Regions from separate parts of the Mus musculus genome. Here all the other regions are linked to region 1. Evidence: chromatin contacts called from public targeted proximity ligation data. All regions are on one chromosome and are shown on one strand. The core of a region is the stretch at or near the end of the contact, and the rest is flanking DNA. Distances in the headings are between cores, read along the strand shown. Region 1 holds the start of Fam91a1 (family with sequence similarity 91, member A1). Region 2 has its middle 17 kb from the start of Gm41329. Region 3 overlaps Atad2 (ATPase family, AAA domain containing 2).

What was found.
Region 2: a targeted proximity ligation map of pancreatic cancer cells shows a contact between it and region 1. A contact is called at or near these places in 2 of 39 promoter capture datasets (cranial neural crest and hematopoietic stem and progenitor cells), 1 of 130 datasets of targeted methods (pancreatic cancer cells) and 1 of 9 other capture datasets (macrophages).
Region 3: a targeted proximity ligation map of bone marrow-derived macrophages shows a contact between it and region 1, with 3 times the contacts expected there. A contact is called at or near these places in 12 of 39 promoter capture datasets (the 3T3-L1 cell line, the C10 cell line, the HPC-7 cell line and 7 more), 14 of 484 Hi-C or Micro-C datasets (CD8 T cells, LSK cells, bone marrow-derived macrophages and 5 more), 15 of 130 datasets of targeted methods (the NIH/3T3 cell line, the SCID.adh cell line, bone marrow-derived macrophages and 7 more) and 4 of 9 other capture datasets (adipose tissue, embryonic stem cells, liver and 1 more).

Annotation. Positions count from the first base shown.
Region 1 is chr15:58,413,886-58,417,278 of GRCm38.p6, reverse strand. It overlaps Fam91a1 (family with sequence similarity 91, member A1), which reads right to left and starts at 1,811. Exons shown (of 24, transcript NM_145959.3): 1 at 1,502-1,811. The coding sequence starts at 1,573.
Region 2 is chr15:58,775,723-58,779,115 of GRCm38.p6, reverse strand. No RefSeq gene overlaps it. Among named protein-coding and RNA genes, the nearest start is that of Gm41329, 17 kb to the right of the region's middle.
Region 3 is chr15:58,106,507-58,109,899 of GRCm38.p6, reverse strand. It overlaps Atad2 (ATPase family, AAA domain containing 2), which reads left to right. Exons shown (of 28, transcript NM_027435.2): 16 at 1,283-1,597; 17 at 1,705-1,819; 18 at 2,989-3,175. Among named protein-coding and RNA genes, the nearest start is that of Atad2, 27 kb to the left of the region's middle.

The DNA.
Region 1 (3,393 bases), core at 562-3,061:
AGAGAATGAGAAGGTCCTGTGCTGAAGATAAGAAAGCAGACAGAAGGGTGATGTCATCTAAAGTAGACCTTAACTTCAGGACACCAGGGGAAGGCTGGAGAAGGTCTGCAGAAACAAAGGCCACACTTAGCCTGACTCAGAACTGGGCCTTTCAGTGGTTTCACACGCAGAAACTAATCAGTTTATATTTGAACTTAAGTTTTAGCACTGTCCTATGATTGTATTAATAACAATTAAGTTTGGGAAGGCTTTTGCCAATCCTAATAGAATCAATTATTTAAGTTGGGTATAAGCTATTTAAAAAGGAAATGAACTATTTACTCTAGTTGTCTTCAAATATGTCTCAGAACATATGTATCTAAAGAACAAAAACTATCTGCTAAACTCATTCAAATTTAAGAGGAACTTATTCCCAAAGATTTAGACTTGTTCCTTTTTTCAAGTTTCAGAAACTTGACATCTTTGACAACCTATAGACCTTTGCCCCTGAAACACACCTAGGGTTCTGGTGTCTTAGAAGTATTTTGTCACGTGATGTCCACCAGACCCTTAACTCGTTCTCTAGAACTAGGACTCAAAGTAAATCACAAGAATCATAAAAACATTACCACCACCATTCCATAATTCCAAAAGTATACCTGCTGCCCACCACCAAGAGAAACCAGAAATCAGAGGAACTTAGAAACGGTGGGCAGCGAACCCCTGCATTGCATGTAGTAAACATACTATACATGTAAGCACACACATCAAGGCCTTCGTAAAAGTTCAAACCACCTATCCGTTCTTTTCTTTCACCAGTCCATTTACTCTGTCTCTGACAGAAAAGACTCTCCGTGGAGGCAGGATCCTTAAACTATCTGCATGCTCAGTAAACACGACTGAGTAAAACTACCATTCATTGTAAGCATTCGATTAAAAAACAAAAACAAAACCCCTCGGGTCATGCTCCCGTTGATCCTTTATAAACTCAGGCTGTGTAAAGGACGAAGTCCGACAACACAAACCACACACGTACCCTTCCAAATCAGGCCTGACTGCTCTGTCAGCCTCGGCAGCTATCACCCTCACGCATCCAGCCAACATTTCCAAGTGGATCGGAACACGTCTCCGAACTCTGGTGATTGTTCACAGCTCCGGAGACGTACTCTTCCCTCTTCCCGGGGGTGGAGGGCCTTCGTTCCTCATCTTAGTAACTTTTAGTGGTCTTCCAGGGCCAACTTTAAATGCTTTCAGTTACACATGCAACTCCAAGCAGGCAACCTAACCCCCAGAAACGCTCCAGAGGAGGTACGTGTGATCTGTCGCTTTGCACTCCCTTCTCCCACCACTCTCAAGTTTGGGGGCCCGGGGACTTTATTAAAATAAAGATTGCAGGCCGAGGTACCAGGCGAGTCCGGGGGGACACCCGTCCAGCCTTCTTGGGAGACAGCGCACGCCCAGTTTCCCCGAGCCCCCCGACGGCCCGCAGGTCAGGCGACAGAGAAGCAGGGCGGAGCCATACCTGCTTCACGTTCGTTGGCAACTTGCTCCAAGGATAATTGTGCCGGATGTGGAACTCAACGTCGATGTTCATGATGCCGGAGCCCAGGCCCGCGGCGGCCGCGGCTGCCACGCCGCCTGCCGCCCGCGAGCGCCCGGCCTGTCAGCGGAGCCCGCACGTCTAGGCCGCACGAGCACGGCGCCGCCCCATGGCCAGGCCCCCACAGGTCCGCGCGGCGCCGGCCACGGGGCACGGACGGGAGCGCCAACTACGACCCGCGCCTCGGCAGCTCCAAGTTTCTTCCTAGTTTCGGCCTGCCGGAAATGGCTCTGTGCCGACGTCACTTCCGCTCACTGGCCTAGGTCCGAGCGTGGAGCTCCGCCCCCACCCCACCCCCCGCACGTGGTTGAACGGTGCGAGGAAGGCGGGACTCAGAGACCCTCCGAGCCCAGCCAGCCGCGCCTGCGCATTGGGGTGACAGAGGCTCCCTGGTCTGCACCTCTGGGTTTGTGTGACTCAGTTTCCCGAATGTGTGTCTCCAATGGCTCTGTCGGTTGTCTGAGCAAAAGCGCTTCTAATGAAAGAACCACTCTCGCCACCCTGCCGAACAAGAGAACACCGAGTATGCCTGGGCCCCCCCCACCCATTGGCCTAGAGTCGCTAGCGGCGTCATCCCTTCCAAGCATTCGCTGTATCCTGGGGATGGAGAACGTTGGACTCCTTCCAAGATCCAAATTCTTAAAATGTAGGGATTTGAGGTGCAGAAATGTTAACTTGCTTCGATCGCCTTTTTAAACGCAGAACTGGGATGGTTATCCCTACAGCTCTCCTGAGGTCTTTGGGAACGGTTTCTTCCAGAGTATATTTTATTTCCTAAGCAAACTCATTTAACTGCAAGACTTCAGTGGTTCTTTGTCTATTTTTTCATTTTAAAGCAATGTTTTTAAGTCATGTTTTGTTATACACTACTGATAAGAACTGAAAACATTAAAGACGCTTAATCCATACCTCAACAACTGGCCAGTCTGAGGCATGCCATTATATCTAATTATTTGAAACTATTATGGTACACACTGCTCTTACATAGGTGTATTGGTCTGGTTATCTGATCGCAGTAACTTCCTATCCTGCTGAGATCCTCCTCAACGTAGCTAAAATGTTCTGAACTCCAGTAATGCAACAGTATTCAAAAGTATGATCTGTCTACTATGTATCATTCCCTTGCCTCAACAGTCAGTGAAACATTGCCACAGCGACTAGGCCTATCAGAAGAAGAAAGTGAGGTTGGCAGGGCTACAAGAGCCCTCAGAATGGCAGAGCCCACTGGTTTTCACAATGTATTATTTTATGTATGAGTGTTTTGCCTGCATGTGTGTGTGTGTGTGTGTGTGTGTGTGTGTGTGTGTGCACCACCAGTGTGCCTTGTACCTTCAGAGGCCAGAAGAGAGCATCAGATATCAGGTGCCCAGAAGTTGGATTTCAGATTTTTTTTTGCTAAACAAAAGCAAGTGATTTTAGCTGCTGGGCCAACTGTCCAGGCCCAGCCCAAGGCTGTTTATTGGAACCATCCTGTGAATTCCTCAGGAACACCCTTCATAGAAATATTCTGTCTCCTGCTTTAGTTTAGGAAAGTTCATTTAGAGTTAGTGAAATAAATACCCCCTACATTTTTCATAATTCGCATGTGAACAAACAGTATTCTTCAGAATCGTTTTATCTAGTATAATGTAAGTAACAAAATTAAAGATATCTTCATTTTTAAATCCCTACAAATCTTTATTTCAACTGCTGAAAGCAGTTAACCGGGCATGAATCTATTCATCCTTTTTGTATTTTCAATAATAAATCTAATTTGAACTCAACAGAAGCTAGTAATGGTGAATAGATGCCTGCCAAATCAGTAAAGTACAGAC
Region 2 (3,393 bases), core at 311-2,810, 360 kb before region 1:
CTCCCTTTCCCCTTCTCCTATTTTCCACTCCTATCTAGTTGTGTTTCCCAGGTTGATCTCAAATTCCTAGGCTCCAGGCACCCTGCTCACCCTCTGCAGCTACAGGCACATCATTCCTTTTGCTCTGTCAGTGACCATACCATAGTGGAAAAAGGAATAATGCCTTAATGTATTAGGAAAAATGTTTTGAACACACAAACTACTTTAATACAAACACTGAAACTCTGCAGATCACACCTCCAATTTGAGAACTGTGGTTTGAACCATCCTGATTACATTAGCTCCAGGTACAGATATTGAAATCCCAGGATAACAATACCAGAAACGAGGCAGAAACTTGTGTCCTGTATAATAACATTATCACAGCATGTTGTTCAGACCTGGTAAAGGGGTTACACTTCAGAAAATGGTTAGAGACCTAGAGTCCTGTTGTTTCAAGTATAAATTTTATACTTAAAAGTCAATGCATGGTCTAAAATGGTTGGTTGAGTCCCATCAGTTATATCCACATCCTGCACAGGAAGAAGGAATTAAAAAAAGGTAAATGGCTCAAAGTGACTTAAATCACTATGTGACACGTCTCTCAAATTTCTACCTAGAAGCTTACAGTTGTCTCCATTCTGAGTGACCAAGTCTGTAGCAAGAAATGAGAAGGATGTCTGAGGAGGCAGCTGTCTCTCACAATCTGTCACTTTGGCTACCACATATTCATACCTCACCTGTCCCCTCAGTGTGAAGATACCCATCTGGGAGAAGGCTCAAGTTCCTGAGCAGTGACTGTTGATCAAGAACAGCAGCATCCTGTCCTGTCTTTAAGTGACACTTTGGTATCAGATAACCTATACATGGAAAACACCTGATCCAACACACGTAGCATGTGCCAACCATTTCCATTCAGGCAGAGAAAGAGTTGGGATACAGTGGTCAGTAGTTCTTGCAATGATCATTACCCAGCAAAAATCCATCCTGGCCATCCAGCGGAAAATGTGGCTGAAGACTAGGGCTCACCTATTTGAAGAATTTGACAAAGGGAAGCCTAAGATGAGTGGGCATCCGTGAGCTGAGCTAGCTAGCTTCTGTAGCTGCCTTCAGCCTAGAGGCTGACATTCTACTTGGTGGGCGATTTGGCCTCTGTAGTTTTAAAAGCTCTCTACAAGAGTACAGAACCCAAGAGAGCTTTGGGTTCTCAAACTGTGGCTTTCCCTTGGAAACTCTGGGAAATGGGCCCTGTTTAGGATGGAAAGGAAAAAGCAGAAGGCTTCACAGAAAAGATTAGAACTGAGGAGCCAACAGAAGGAGGGGTCTGAAGGTGATCATCAGAAAATAGGATAAAGAGAAAAACCAAAGGTGCACCGAGGTGTATGCCCCCAAATGTTTCCGCATACACACTGAAGATGCTGGGTCCGAATCCCTGGAACTTGAGAGGCTGCTGTATAACGGGTTTGCATGCGGCATTAAGGATGTGGATAATTCAGTACCCAGTATAGGAAAAAGGGAGTGACTCCCAGCTCTGTTAATATCTTTGAGGATGGAGGAAAGAGGCCATGATCCAAGGAATTTGGACCACCTCCAGAGGCTGAGTCAGTAAGAAAACAGAGAATTTATATCCCCAGCTTCCTGCACGAGCAGGGAAATGGGCTCCCCTCTAGAAACTCCAGAAAGTGACAAAGCCCCTGGCACTTTGATTTTGTCTTTGTGAGACCCAGTGCTGAGAGATTAGCCAGGCCCACAAGACTTCTGACCTACAAGCCATGAGTTAATGCATTTGTGATCTGTGATACTTCATTATGGAAGAAGTAGTACTGATAGAGCACATACTTGAACTCCTTCATTTTCTGTTCTTCCCCCTAGCTAGTTATATTCTGCCAAATAATTCTTTGACACTGCTTGTGCCCCAATTGGTCCCTTGTGTTCTGTATACAGTTTAAGGCCAACTTGCAGATACCAGCCAGCCTGTTGCAGCATAAAACCCAGCAAACCAACAAGATCATACTGGCACATCTCAATTGCACTGTTTCCCAACTCAGTTTGGGAAGATGCATTTTCAACAACTCTTCTCTGTGTGTGTAATTCATCCTCCATCTTGAATCCAACAGCAGTTCATAGATTTTTGTGTGTGTGTAAAACCAGCTCTCTAGTTTCTTCTGGCTCATTGTTTCTTCTAGGTCTTTTCTTTCTGGATATTTACTGTCCTTGTCACGTATAAATAGCATTTAATTGTTTTCTATGTACAGCTTCTGTATAGGTTTTGTTTGCTCAAGCTGCTTATTTATGTAGTCATTTGCCTGTGTGGTCTTTTCTGTTTCTGACTTGGGTAGTCACCTGTCCGCCTGGTTGTGAGAGGTTGATTCTCCTATGCTGAGATGCTGTGCTTGGCTTAGGATTTTGCTGGAGATCATCAACACAGCGTGGGCAGTGCCTCTTCCTTCAGCTTTTGAGCAGGAGCGTCAAGAGTGGAAATTTTCATAGTTTCTTAAAAAAAAAAAATTGCCTTTTTTTTTTTTAATAGATGTTTCTTACCGGAGTAACAATTTCTGTCCTATCTGGTAGGATGTCTGTTTTTTAATCATAAATGTGTACTGGATTTTACAAACTGCTTTTTCTTCACCGAAGCAATCAACTGACTGTTTTGTTTTTTTTTTTTAAACTTCATTTCATTTTTGAGACAGGGTTTGCCTACTCTGTCCTTGAACTTGCTTCTGTCCCTGCTTCCTCCTGCCTGATGCTGGAATTATAGCCGTGTACCACCATGCTGGGGCCAAGATAGCTTCCTTTTCTCTTCTAAGACTTTGTTTCATGCCTCCCAGGGTGACCTGGAGTGAACTCCCTTTGTGACTGAGGCCAGCCTCGAATTCCTGACCCTCCAGGCTCCACCTTGTAAATGTGATGATTATAGGCACGCGTCCCTACCACACCTGGCCTAGAAAGCGCTTCAGCACCTGTAATCGCTCGTTCCCTTTACCCCTGTCGGGTCTACTCTTCAGTTTCGCAGGTCCCAAAGACAAGCAAAGTTAAGGGTGCAGGAGAAATGAAATTCCTTAACCTGGCAACTGCTTGGCTTTCCTGGTTACTGAAGTCTAGAAACTTCAAGAGAACGGCTCCAGCCCAGGCTGCTCTAAGAGCGTCTCCACAGGGACATTCCTTTCTGAGAGCCAAGGCATTTGTGCCCTCAAGTTTAACTGCATTAGCCCTCCTGTCTCTCTCCTTAAATCTAAAGAGATTACAATTCATAAAAGCCTTGAGGATTCAGGTTAGAAAATGAGGTTCTTTAGAGAAATTAACCAACCAGCTCAGAGAGGTTACTTGATTCTAAAGTTGGTTTCATATTTGAATAATGTTGTAATTTGCATCTCGGGAACTGTATAACCTCAGAAGTCATGTGTTATATCATCT
Region 3 (3,393 bases), core at 235-2,734, 310 kb after region 1:
GATGAAACAAGTTGAGGTCTTGCTTTAAAGTTTAGATTTAAAAGACTGGTGAGATGACCTAATGGGTAAAGATGCTTACAGTTCAAACCTGGTGACCTGAGTTCGGTTCTTGGAAGACACAAGAAAGTGGAAGGAAAGAACTTGGCTCCACAAGGCTATCCTCTGACCTCTATGTACTTGTACTCACACATAACAAAGCCACAGATGTAGCCAGATGTAGTAGTACATATTTGCAGTGCTAGTAGTAGGAAACAAAGACAGACTGTAAGTTTATGGCCACCCTTGTCTGCACAGGAAGGAAGAGCTGATCTGAAAATGGAGCACAGTTCGTTTGTTTTCCATCTCTTTTGTGTGTTTACCTTTAAGATCCTAGATATTAAAGAATACTTGTCCAAGGGTAGCGACATAACTATCTCTGCACCCCCAATCACTTGGGAAACTGAGGCAGGATTGCCATGAGTTGAAGGCTATGTTAAGTATAATATCAGGCAAGCTATGGGTATATAGTTATACCTTGTCTCAAAAATTGAAATATAAACATAAAATTGAGGACTAGAGAGCTAGCTTAGTGTTACAAGTACATACTGCTCTTTCAGAGGTTCTGAGTTGTTTCCAGAACCTATGTCAGATGGCTCCCAACTACCTATAGCTCTAGCTCCAGGAAATCCAGTACCCTTTTCTAGCCTCTATGTGCATCTGCATGGTAACATACATACCTCCACATGACAGAAACATAATTAAGTCTTTTTTTAATGGACAAATTGATCATTAAGGGAATTTGAGAGCAGCATAGACATGAAAATAGTAATAGCCCTGTGAATTACGCAGTATTAATTTAGATACAGAGTCCTCTGCAGAGGATAGGTGAATCTGAAAGATCACACAGTAAATGACAACTAGAATTTGAGCTTTGTCTGACTTTGGTGCACACCTTTAGTCTTGGGACTCCAGAGGCAGACGCAGAAGCAAGGGCAGGTGGATCTCTAAATCTGAGATCAACTTGGTCTACAGAGAGTTCTGGGCCAGCCAGAACTACACAGAGAGATCCTGTCTCAAAACAACACAACAGAATTCTTGCTCTTAATCTTTCTTCTGTACTTAGTGCTTGCGTGTTTCATTCAAAGGTTATTGATTTGTTGACGCCATCTAAGTTCACGAGTAAGAAATTTTAGTTTTGTTACCCATAGTCTAGTAAAATATTTAATTTTTAAAGTTTTCTTTTAATCATGACTGTCAGTAGTTTGAGGGTCTTGCTTCCCCCCTTTGCTGTTGATGGTTCCAGGCTACTGTGGTGCGGATATTAAGTCAATCTGTGCTGAAGCTGCTTTGTGCGCCCTGCGTCGACGGTACCCGCAGATCTACACCACCAGCGAGAAGCTTCAGCTGGATCTCTCTTCAATTACCATCTCAGCTAAGGATTTTGAGGCAGCTCTGCAGAAAATAAGACCAGCTTCCCAGAGAGCTGTGACATCACCCGGACAGGCACTGTCTGCCATTGTGAAACCACTTCTGCAAAATACTGTTCATAGGATCTTAGACGCCCTACAGAAAGTATTTCCACATGTGGAAGTTGGAACAAACAAATCTTTAAATTCAGGTATTAAAAACTCAATTGACCATTGAATGAATGAAAGAAAGAATGACCAAAAAAAAAAGAAATTACTAATGGACAGGCTTTTTCTTTCTTTTTTTTTTATTCTGTAGATGTTTCTTGCCCTTTTCTAGAAAGTGATTTGGCATACAGTGATGATGATACACCATCTGTGTATGAAAATGGACTTTCTCAAAAAGAAAATTTAAATTTTCTTCATTTAAATAGGTATGTTTCCCAGCAAATGAATGTTTTAGTGTGTAAATTTCATAAAAATGAGATTTTTTTTTTTAAAAACAAGGTAAAAGATGCCAGCTAATAACCAGCTTTGTATTTAAGTGAAAATATTAGGGATGGTAAGAGGCCTCAATTATCTTTTAATGCTTTCATTACAAACATGAAAGCCTAAGTTCAGCCCCTAAAGCCCATGAAAAATTGTAGGAATGAGCCGGGCGTGGTGGTGCACGCCCTTAATCCCAGCATTTGGGAGGCAGAGGCAGGCGGATTTCTGAGTTTGAGGACAGCCTGGTCTACAAAGTGAGTTCCAGGACAGCCAGGGCTACACAGAGAAACCCTATCTCGAAAAACAAAAACAAAAAAAAGTAGGAATGGTGTAATTCCAATGTTGAGAAGGCAGGATCCCTGGGACTCACTAGCCACCCAATCTAACCTAATTGGTGAGGTCCAGTAAGAGACCCAGCCTCAGGGGAGGTAACTAGGTCCGTAGGATGACAGACACCTGAGAGTATCTCCTGTAGCCTGCCCCCACACAGGCACTTGTACCCACACACATTATACGCTTAGATTAAAAATACCAAAGTTGGGTGTGAAGAGATTGGCTAAGCAATTAAGAGCACTGGTTGCTTTTCAAGAGGGCCTTGGGTTCAATTCCCAAAACCTACATCACAGTTCATAACCATCTGTAACTGGTTCCAGGAGACATGACACAGGCACTGCATGCTGGTGGTGCAGACATGCATTTAGCACTTGTGCACATAAGAATCTTTCTTTTTTATTTTTTAAAATAAAGTAATCAGTAATTGAATTTTGGCCAGATTTAGTGGTACATGCCTTTAATCCCAGCACTTGGATGTCAGAGGCAGGTGGCTCTCTGAGTTTGAGTCCAGCCTAGTCTATATTACTGAATTCCAGGACAGCCAGAGCTACATGGTGAAACTCCATCTTAAAAAAAGAAAAGAAAAAAATCAAAATGCATTGTTGCTACTGTCATTCTGATGTAAAAGTATTCTTAAACCTGGGACAATTATTATGAGAAGCTTTGCCGGGTTATAATTGGCTAGTCGTATAGGTAAGACTTGTGAAGATTTGTAATTAGCGATTTAAAGGAAACATTCAAATTTCTCCCAAATACAGCTTTTTTGTTTTTTTTTCCCCAGAAATGCCTGTTACCAGCCTATGTCTTTTCGACCAAGACTATTGATAGTGGGAGAACCAGGATTTGGACAGAGTTCTCACTTGGCACCAGCTGTCATCCATGCTTTGGAAAAATTTACTGTATATACATTAGACATTCCTGTTCTTTTTGGCATCAGTACAACATCTCCTGAAGAGGCATGTTCCCAAGTAAGTTTTCCAACCAATAAGTTATAAGATAAAATTCATTCAGAGACAGTCTAGAGTTGACTTTTCTCTGGGTTGTTTTTGCTTTTAAACTTTGTTTTTTTTTCTAGACAGAGCTGTGGTTGTCCTGAACTGGCATGGTAGAGTTGGCCTCAAACTCTCAGAGATCAGCATGCCCCACCATGCCCAGCAAACTTGGACTTATAAAAAGAAATTTTTAT